Regions from separate parts of the Mus musculus genome. Here all the other regions are linked to region 1. The links are chromatin contacts, called in public HiCAR-type and promoter capture Hi-C maps. All regions are on one chromosome and are shown on one strand. The core of a region is the stretch at or near the end of the contact, and the rest is flanking DNA. Distances in the headings are between cores, read along the strand shown. Region 1 holds the start of Calb1 (calbindin 1). Region 2 holds the start of Necab1 (N-terminal EF-hand calcium binding protein 1). Region 3 overlaps Necab1 (N-terminal EF-hand calcium binding protein 1).

Region 1 (3,024 bases), core at 306-2,805:
GAAAACTATGTTATGTAAACATGGGCTAATGGAGGAAGTGTCTACCGAGGAACAAACTTTTGTATGAGGATGTGACTTGGGTAGGCTGAGATTCAGTTTTCCCTGGAAATTAAGAGGTATATGAACAAAAGTAACTGACGTGTATTGGGTCAAATGCCCCTTTACCTTTGTAAGCCACAGAAGGTAAGGTTAATACGTTTTATTGCACTACTTGCAGGACCTAGCAAAGTACCTGACCCAAAAGCTGTTGATAAGTGTTCACTGAATGGATGAAAATATAAACAACTGGGCATGCACATAATCTTTTTAAGTAAAAACAATATCCTTGTTATCCTCTCAGAGTTTGGCTTGCTTTGTGTATAATATCAGTCTGAGATTTGTGTGAGAATCAGATAAGGTGATGAAAGTCAAAACTTACATCCATGAAAACTTTAGAGTATCATGGCTGCAGGACTTGTCTGGAGAAGACAATTGGTTGCCTCACAATCCCACTATTGGAGGAAACACAAATGTGGTGAATTCCATATTCTATGACACACGTGAAACCTGTGGCGCTTCATGAGCTCGTTTTGAAAGTTTATACCACACTGGTTTGCTTTTGTGTTACTGTAACCAGACACATAGGGTTCATTTTCAGCAGACCATAAGGTCTCAAAAGATGGACAATTAGATAACTTAGAAATACTTACGTAAAAGAAAACCTAAATACAGTATTTGTCATATTAAAATACCAATTGTAACATGTAGCCGGATATTTTTCCCACCTCTAATGATTTCCAGTTTCTGGAAAAAAATCCCTCACCTAGAGATAGAAGCAGCGCAGCTGTAAAATCAGTGAGTGGGGCTGCTACGGAGTCACTGGTTAGCCTGGTGACATTTCTTTCAGTTTCTACTTTGTAAGATGCAAGTAACTAATGGCATCGATAAAATCACTTCCTTCCTAACATCTTAAATTCTTATAAGTTAATTCTACTACATTCCAATAATTCTGCTTCAAGCTCAAAAAGTAACAACAGCAAGAGCAGCAGACTCCTGCATTCTGCTGTCTCTAAGCATAGCTCACATCTTAAACAGCCACGTGATGGTCTCCATTAGCGCAATATGAAGCATTGTTACAATTAACCACAGCAACGTATGCATTAATCAAATTAAACTAACACTTGACATCTGATTTTGTTCAAATACTCAACTGCCTCGATAAATACTAAGTAGACAAAATCTCCACTGACGTGGTTTATCAGTCAGCTTTCCCTTCCATCTGAAAAAAAATCAAACAATTCTAGGTATGTTGCTTTACTCTAACATTCAGGAGTGAAAGCCTCCCTGAACCTGGGGGATGTGAGGAGAAATGAGTCTGAGCAAGGGATCCCCACCACCTGCTGCTTCCTAGACTCCAAAACTCCAGCTCCAGCTATTTCCTGGGAAGAGAGAAATCGGAGGGGAGGGGAAGAAGGTTGGTGAGAGCAAGAGGCGGGAGCTAGGAAAAGGAGGCAGGAGGAGGCGTGGCCCGGCCTGGGGCCGGCGGGATAAATACAGAGAACTGGGTGCGGGGTGCGGAGAACTCCGGAGGACGCCCGAACGGAGCAGCACCGCGGACAGCGCCCCGCCGCGCCGCGCCCAGCTCAGCCTGCGCAGCCCTCTCGCCCGAGGTTCGCGCTCCGCGCACTCTCAAACTAGCCGCTGCACCACGATGGCAGAATCCCACCTGCAGTCATCTCTGATCACAGCCTCACAGTTTTTTGAGATCTGGCTTCATTTCGACGCTGACGGTGATTATTTTCTTTTTTAACCCTTGCAAGACCCGTCCCCATTCCTTCCCTGCTCTTCCCTTCGACTGTGCTTGTTCATCCCAACCATCCTTTTCTGTTCTTTTCCGTCTTCCTTCACCCTGTCTAATCTCGTCTCCCCCTGACTGCCTACCCATCATCCTGGAAGTTTACACTGAGTGTACGCCATCCCCGTGCTGTAAGCGTTCACCTTTCTAGGAACGGTAACGGTAGGACAGAAGCAAAGATTGGGAAACCCTGTCCCCAAAAGTTTCAAACACCATCCCCAGCACCCCTGCTACCCTCCTATGCCCTTTATGCGGTTGAAGTTTTACACCTAGGAAGCTAAGCGCTGCGGCGGCTCATTGCTGATTAATCGGTGCTCAGGCTGTACATAGCCTCCCAGGACGGTTGTCCTGGAAAGAACCGAGAAGAAACTTAGAAAGAGACATCTGACACCTGGGTGTCTCTTTGTCTTTTCAGGAAGTGGTTACCTGGAAGGAAAGGAGCTGCAGAACTTGATCCAGGAGCTTCTGCAGGCGCGAAAGAAGGCTGGATTGGTAGGCTTGAGTTTGAGCAGGACCCTTCAAGCCTAAGACATACCTATTCTTGTGTTTCATAAAAGAGGTTTTGTGGGAGAAAGTAAAGGCTTACCTACTAAGAAAGGCGAGAGAGAACATATTTCCAAATTGCGTCAAGAGAAAAAGTGTGTGTGTGTGTGTGTGTGTGTGTGTGTGTGTGTGTGTGTGTGTGTGTTTGGTGGTGGTGGTAGGGTGTCTAAAGAGAAAATCCCTATCATCTTAAATCAGTCATATATTTCTATAATCCTCCTTTCCTTAATAGGTCTTAAAAGGAAATGTCGATGTGCAAGACCCTTCGTCAGATTCCCCACCTCCACCACTGAGTTGGTTGTGTGATTTCTAACTTCTCTTTTCTAGACGATAAGGAAGGGGTAGAAATACATTCCTGCCCCTTGGTGGTCAGGAACAGATCTGCAGATTCTAGTGCCAATTTCTGCTGCGAAGTCAGAGTAGCTGGGAACGGGGTGGGGGAGGGGTGAAACTACAGCTTGCCTTGACCCTTAATCTTGAGCAAAGATAACCAATTCATAATAAGTGTGAGAATTTAGCAAGAAATGGTTTTTTTTTCATTTTTGTTGGAGAGAATCCCCAAATTAATAAAGCAATAAAACAAAGCACTGTAAGAATTTCATGTATTGTGGAAAGGAGAAGATTCTGAAGAGAAAGTACGAGTGGTG
Region 2 (3,114 bases), core at 208-2,707, 730 kb before region 1:
CCCTGACTGGCCATTATGATAGTTGATGTCCTCACATTTTCATTTTTCATACTCAAGTGTATTTAGCCTCTGGCCCACCTCCTTCATGCTTGGACTTTAATAAGGAGTGATGGCTTAGAGAAGGGGAGGGGCAGGGACAAACGAGGCTCCTTTGCATGCTTTGCCCATTTTCCATCATGCTAAAAAAGGAGCGGCTAGAACTGTCCCCACTGAGCAAGCCAGACACTACCTGGGGGAACAGAGTGAATTTTACATGTGAACAGCAGCTAGAAGAGCCAGAACCCAGAAGGCAAGCAACCCAGGAACAGGAAAGCCAGGAAACAAAACAAGGCAGCCGGGTGAGAAACAAACATTAGGGACAAAGCGAAGCGGAATCTAGGAGCAAATTAAATCTAAAACTGAGAGAGAAAGAGGGGGGGGGGGAGAGAGATTACAGCATAAGGAGACAAAATAGCACGGAAAGAATGGTCAGGCTAGAGATGCGAAGCAAGGAAGTCAATTCCCAAGCAAGGAATGGGACCATAGGGAAAACCATCAAAAGCTAGAAGAGAAGGTTAATGATAGTAATTACAACTTAGGCAGGGCAGGTGGTGGTGGTGGGGAGAATAATAGGGAAGGCAGCGGGCACCAAAAGAGAAAAAAAAATCATTATGATAAAAGAGACCTTGGCTTCTGTTGTAAAATAAGAAAACGAATACGTTCAAAGAAATTGTTTTTGAAGGTAGCTGGGAGTAGCTGGAGGGGCATCACAATGTCTAAGGCTTCCGTCAGCGCTCCCAGCACAAGGGAGAGAGAGTGCCTGCCAGTAAATTGGGCAGCAGGGATGAGACCGGAATCAAGTCCTACACTGCTCAATGGGAGACTCTCCATTCCGGGCAGAAGCCCTAGGTTCTGGGAAGTCGAACTTTGGGGGCTCCTTAAAGCTTATAATCAAAGCTGCAGGTCTGGGACAGCTCTTTACAAGTTGGGTGGCAGTCCTTTCTCTTGCATTTATTTGCCTAGGGTCCTCTGGGGAACAGCAGATAGGAGATAGTTTGAGTGGAGGTCTGATAGCAATGCCAGCAGCCAACCGCTGCTCCTGACCCCTCCCCTCTCACAGAGGTGATGCCTAATGCGCCCACCTAACTACTTCAGCTATACTTACGTCGAGGAAGATGGACATGCCCTTGGACAGTTGCAGGGTAGAGCTGAGCTCTTCCGAGGAGTTGTTGGAGGAAGGCGAAGTCTCCCGGGAATCCTCCATCCTCAGCGGTCCTGGCGCTGGCGGGCAGACTGGGCGGGATGCAAAGGCTCTGACCTGGTGCTGTCTCAGCTGCTGCCTCCCCGCGCCGCGCCACCAGGGTCGGATGCAAGTGGGTGTTCGCTCTGAGCGCGCGCCTCCCTCTGCTCTGCGCGGACTCTCCTCCCTCTCCCGCCTCTAGGCTTCAGCACGCTAGCTCTCGCCGCCCCCTTCCCGTGGCTGACTGCACCTCACTGGGGATCCGACTTAGCAACACTGTAACTCCCCTTGCCAGTGAGCATTCCCTGGCCTTGACAAGCCCTTAGTCACTTGCCAGAGGTAACCTTCTGGACCCTGCCCACCACACCGCACTTTACATGACAGAGCAGATCAAGCTTTGTCCTGAGCATCAGAGGGGGGTGGGGTGGGGGGGTGGGGGGGTCAGAAGCACTGAGGGAAAACCATGAGTGGGAAGAAGGAATCGAGTTTTGCCTACTCCATCCTTGATGGAAACAGAACTCTGTGCCCCCCTCACTCCTCCCCACGCCCAACCTGGTTTCTGGATTCTGTCCTGGAAGGGATAGCTAGTTCAGTTTTGGATTAAGGCACTGGGTCTGGCCATCTGCCTTAGTTGCTTTTTTATCTTGTGGTGTAGCAAATTGCTAAATCTTTAAAGCTTAGTGTTTACGAATCGGCAAAACGATCACCAGGGTGGTGCTTAGCTTATAGTTCCACTGCTTGCACACTTGGCACTATCAGGTGTAGGGAGGGAGAGGCAAGCCCGGCACAACACAGACAAAATGTAGGGAGATAACTTGCCTTGCGCCAGTCGTCCTGGCCATGAGCCTTCTTCCAACACCATGGATTCTGGCGTTTCCAACCTCCCTACCTCCCGGCTGCTCTGAATCTACTGTTTACAGAGAGTGAGTTTGCAACTCTGGCTGAACGTTGGACTGTGTGTCACTTAGAGTGTGTGTCAACTTCAAAATGTCCTAACAGATGAATGAATTGTCATTCTTCCTGCAGGCTTTCTTCGTGCCTAGACCTAGAAGATCGTACTTTCTGAGCTGGGGTGCATCAAAGGCTTTTAAGAGCTGCACCCTTCCAATGGTACATTTATTCGTACTCGGAGTTAGGAACTCACTCCCACAAAAGCAAAACAAACAAACAAACAAACAAACAAACAAACAAATTAAGGCCTGAGTTTCACTTCTGGATTCATGTTCAGTTAGCATGTGGTTGTCCCTAGCGTATTTTTCCTCTCTCAAAGCGTCTCAGGCAATCTTTATGAGCCCAGAATTAATAAGCACTTAAAGAAGAAGAGCTACAGAAATTAAGCAAAGGTCAGTGACTTCAGACCTGTAAAGTCCAGGGATAAAACGCAGAGCTTCATTAAGTCTAGAGTCACAAACATGATTAGAGAAGATATTGATTGGAGCTGTGCTTTGAGGACTATTAGTCTTGCATCTTTGTGTATTTATACCTTATTAACTTCGAGTTATCTTATCTGAACAACTAGAATAGATTCTTTCCTCTGACAATTGCTTAGCAAAAAGAAATGAAAAATCATGAAAAAATTCCAGTCAACCCATCAAAGAAATACTGATCATTCAAATCACACAGAAACAAGAGAGATGCTGACAATGAATGTTATCGAGTTTACAAAAGCACCATATTTGTTCCTACTATTGACTGAGGAATATATCTGTGTCAATAAACATAGCCTAAGTCTGGACTCTCTAACTTGTGTGGGTCTCTCTGCCCTCAAATTCAGCCTTGTGAAATATGCTTGTGCTCATCCCATGGAAACAAGCCTAGGTGAAAAAGCAGATTTTCTTAGATTATAAATGAAAAACAGGAAAATAACCTGTCACTAATGTTCAAAACTAGAGAAC
Region 3 (3,034 bases), core at 103-2,602, 910 kb before region 1:
ACAGATCCTCTTTCAAAGCAAGACAGCCAATTAGAATCACCCAGGAGATTTCAGCATCACCTCTCTGTGGGGCAGAGGTAGCAGAACATAGGCACCAGCATCTTAAAACTTCCCGAAGTGCATTTGATGGGGCAGTCGTTGCCACTGCCCCAAAGCTGCTAAGTTTTAAAGAGAACTTCTATGGGTCTCTGCATAGCTCAGTTTCTTGGATATTTTGTGACACCAGATAATGGGCGGTTACTACAAATTTGCTTTTTAAGAATGTGAGCTTACTGATGCATTTCTAATGCTTCACCAGTGATTTAAAAGGTATTGTGGCAAATATTAATATTAATTGGGGGGTTTCTAATCTGCCTTAGATAATTCAGTTCCCACATAAAAGACACAAAACTCATATTTACAATAAGCTTTAACGGCACTAGTGCTGGGCAGCTTTTAACCCTCCATGGCTATTTTGTCTACTTCCCTGTAAATAAACCCAAGATATGACTTGCCATGTTCGGCTTGGGCTACTTATTCCAACTGGCCAGCCCTCATGGACAGTTCTTAGGATCCCTTACCACATGGCATCTTCTTCTCTTTCCACCTTCTCTTCCTCAGTCAGAGTGGTCCTGCCTCAGACTCCAGGCCTGGGAACTGAAGTCCTACCTACTTCTCTTCTGTCCAGTTATGGGCTGTAGGCATCTTTATTGACCAATCAGGGATAACTTGGGGAGCAAGGTTATGTTATGCCCTGAGTCCATGGGAAACCCAGACTGAGCCCAAGAATTGTGAATTCAACTGCAACTTGCAAAAGTCTTTTTAGTGTTTCAAGTCTTGACTTAGATCACATGCCCCACACTCACAGGGTAAATGCAGGCATGCGATGCTGAGTCTGTAAAACATTGGGTTTATATACAGTATAGTTAGGAATCCCCTGAATTCTCTGGGAAAAGGGGAGTGGAGGGCTGTAATCATTTGGTGGGACAGAACTGAAGCTGGGAGGGGGATAAATCGGTGTCTGTTGTGGGGTTATCAGGGACTAATTTTATGGCTGGGCATTAACTATCTGTGACCTCTGATTACCTTTTCTCCATGATTTAAACGTGGGGCCTTAATCTTCTTTGAATTTATTTCTCTAAAGGTCTCAAAGACAAGCACCTGGAGAGCTCTCAGAGGGAGGGCTAGATTCACAGAGGCAGGGAGGCCAGCTCAAGCTAGCATCTGGCTCCGCTGGGTGTTTTATTAAGGGGGGTTTATGGGCAGTGTCATCCTAGCCTGGGCTGGGTTTCCTCAGAGTGGCTAGAGACAGGGAGGGAGCCCTGGGTTTGCTGCAGGGGGACACAGTGCAGAAACCAGCTGCCTGCATACTGTGCTTGCCACAGAAGGGGCAGGGCTTCTGTGGGAAAATATGCAGAGGCAAACTGTCTACAACATTGGAGTCTCTTTGGTGAGGCTTCCAAGAAGCAGGGCAATTAACCACAGAGAGATAGCATCAGTAATTCAGGGGCTACAACAGTTACACAGCATCACTTGGTTTATGTGAGGATCTCCTTGTTCCTGAGAGCCACCAGACCTTGAGGGCCAGTATTTAACATTATAGTATACAGCAAGAGACCAAACCTCAATAGGCTATCATATTTTGCCCATTTACAACATGTGCTATTCAGAATGCCGTAACCCTTTGTGATGTTTGATACCAATAACTTGACCAGATCTAGAATCACCTAAGAGACAAACGGTCAGTGAAGGAGTTTCTGTATTGGGTTAACTTAGCTGGAATGACTTAGCTTAACTGTAGTGGGCATCATTCTCTGAGCTGTGGTCCTGTTCTGAATAAGGTGAAAGCAAGCTGAGCACCAACATTTAGTCTCTGCTTCCTGATGTGGACACAATATAACCAGCCACCTCCACGTCCTGCTGCTTACTTCTCTGCTATGGTGCAGTATACCTTCAAAGGCCAACTAAACAGTAAGGTCTTTCTTACTATTCCTTAAGTTGCTTTTGTCAAATATTTTGCCACAGCAACAAAAAATTTTGCTAAATACACCCATTTAATAGTTCACAATGGGTTGGGTACTAACTGCTTTCCCCAACAAATCTCATTACCATTATAACAATTTCAGTTTAAAGACTTCCCTAGAGCTCTGCCTGTGTGCCTTTCATGGAAGTATAGGTCTCAGGATTGAGAGAAAAATTCAGAAAGTATGAACATAGCCTCACAAAAATGCAAGATCAAATTTAAAAGACAACTCACCAGAATTATATGGAATACAAGCAAAACTTGTCCAATACTGATAATCATGTAGCATAGAGACTACAGTTCAACCCCTGATCTTCTGTTCCCTATTCCATTCAATTTCTCAGTGCTTGTTAAATAGCTATTATTTGTCAAACACTGATTGCATTGTAGAAACTATACTTGTGGTGGTTTGAATAAGAATTGCCCCTAGGCTCATACAACGTCACCAAGGGAAGTGGTCCTCTTTGACAGAATTAGGGTTAGAAAATGTGTCTTTACTGAAATAGTGTGTGACATTGTTGGAGGAAGTATGTCACTGGGGAAGAGCTTTGACCAATCAGCCTCGCCCCTCCCTGCCTCTCTCCTTCTCCCCCCACCCTCTTGACTGACATGCAGATCAGGACATAGTTCTCAGCTACTGCTTCAGCACCACGTATGCTGCGATGCATGCAGCCAGTCTCCCCGCCATGATGATAATGGAATAAGACTCTGAAACTGTAAGCAAGCCCCCAATTAAATGCTTTCTTTTATAAAAGTTGACTAGGTCATAGTGTGTCTTCCCAGCAGTAACTAGCATACCAACATATGCTTTTTAATTTTATGTTAGTAAATACTACATGCTGAGTTCTGAGTTGCAGTGATGGATAAAGACTGACTTCTAGGGCTATGTTTCATAGTAGAGCACTGGCCTAGCATGCACAAATCCTAGCTCAATCCCCAGTGCCACATGCACACACACACACACACACACACACACACACACACACACACCACTTCTTGTCTTTAAATGACTTAGCAAAATAATAAGACTAA

The links. Promoter capture Hi-C pulls out the DNA fragments that hold promoters and counts their contacts. HiCAR-type assays count read pairs that join an accessible place to other places.
Region 2: a contact with region 1 is called in a HiCAR-type map of astrocytes, with 3 times the contacts expected there. The contact joins the promoter of Necab1 here to the promoter of Calb1 in region 1. A contact is called at or near these places in 5 of 39 promoter capture datasets (cranial neural crest, hippocampal neurons, liver and 2 more) and 1 of 115 datasets of contacts at active chromatin or transcription factors (astrocytes).
Region 3: a promoter capture Hi-C map of second pharyngeal arch cranial neural crest shows a contact between it and region 1, with 5 times the contacts expected there. The contact joins the enhancer-like site here to the promoter of Calb1 in region 1. A contact is called at or near these places in 6 of 39 promoter capture datasets (cranial neural crest, frontonasal cranial neural crest, hippocampal neurons and 3 more), 2 of 484 Hi-C or Micro-C datasets (cerebellar granule neurons and cerebral cortex), 1 of 115 datasets of contacts at active chromatin or transcription factors (SST interneurons) and 1 of 9 other capture datasets (liver).

The regions. Positions count from the first base shown.
Region 1 is chr4:15,879,709-15,882,732 of GRCm38.p6, forward strand. It overlaps Calb1 (calbindin 1), which reads left to right and starts at 1,556. Exons shown (of 11, transcript NM_009788.4): 1 at 1,556-1,769; 2 at 2,250-2,326. The coding sequence starts at 1,691.
Region 2 is chr4:15,147,674-15,150,787 of GRCm38.p6, forward strand. It overlaps Necab1 (N-terminal EF-hand calcium binding protein 1), which reads right to left and starts at 1,458. Exons shown (of 13, transcript NM_178617.4): 1 at 1,145-1,458. The coding sequence starts at 1,243.
Region 3 is chr4:14,966,174-14,969,207 of GRCm38.p6, forward strand. All of the region lies in intron 9 of Necab1 (N-terminal EF-hand calcium binding protein 1), which reads right to left. Among named protein-coding and RNA genes, the nearest start is that of Gm11837, 37 kb to the left of the region's middle. Within about 2 kb of position 1,353, at least 25 of the 459 cell types and tissues checked have an H3K27ac peak or open chromatin away from gene starts, as enhancers often do. A contact at or near this core is called in second pharyngeal arch cranial neural crest, where this site is marked.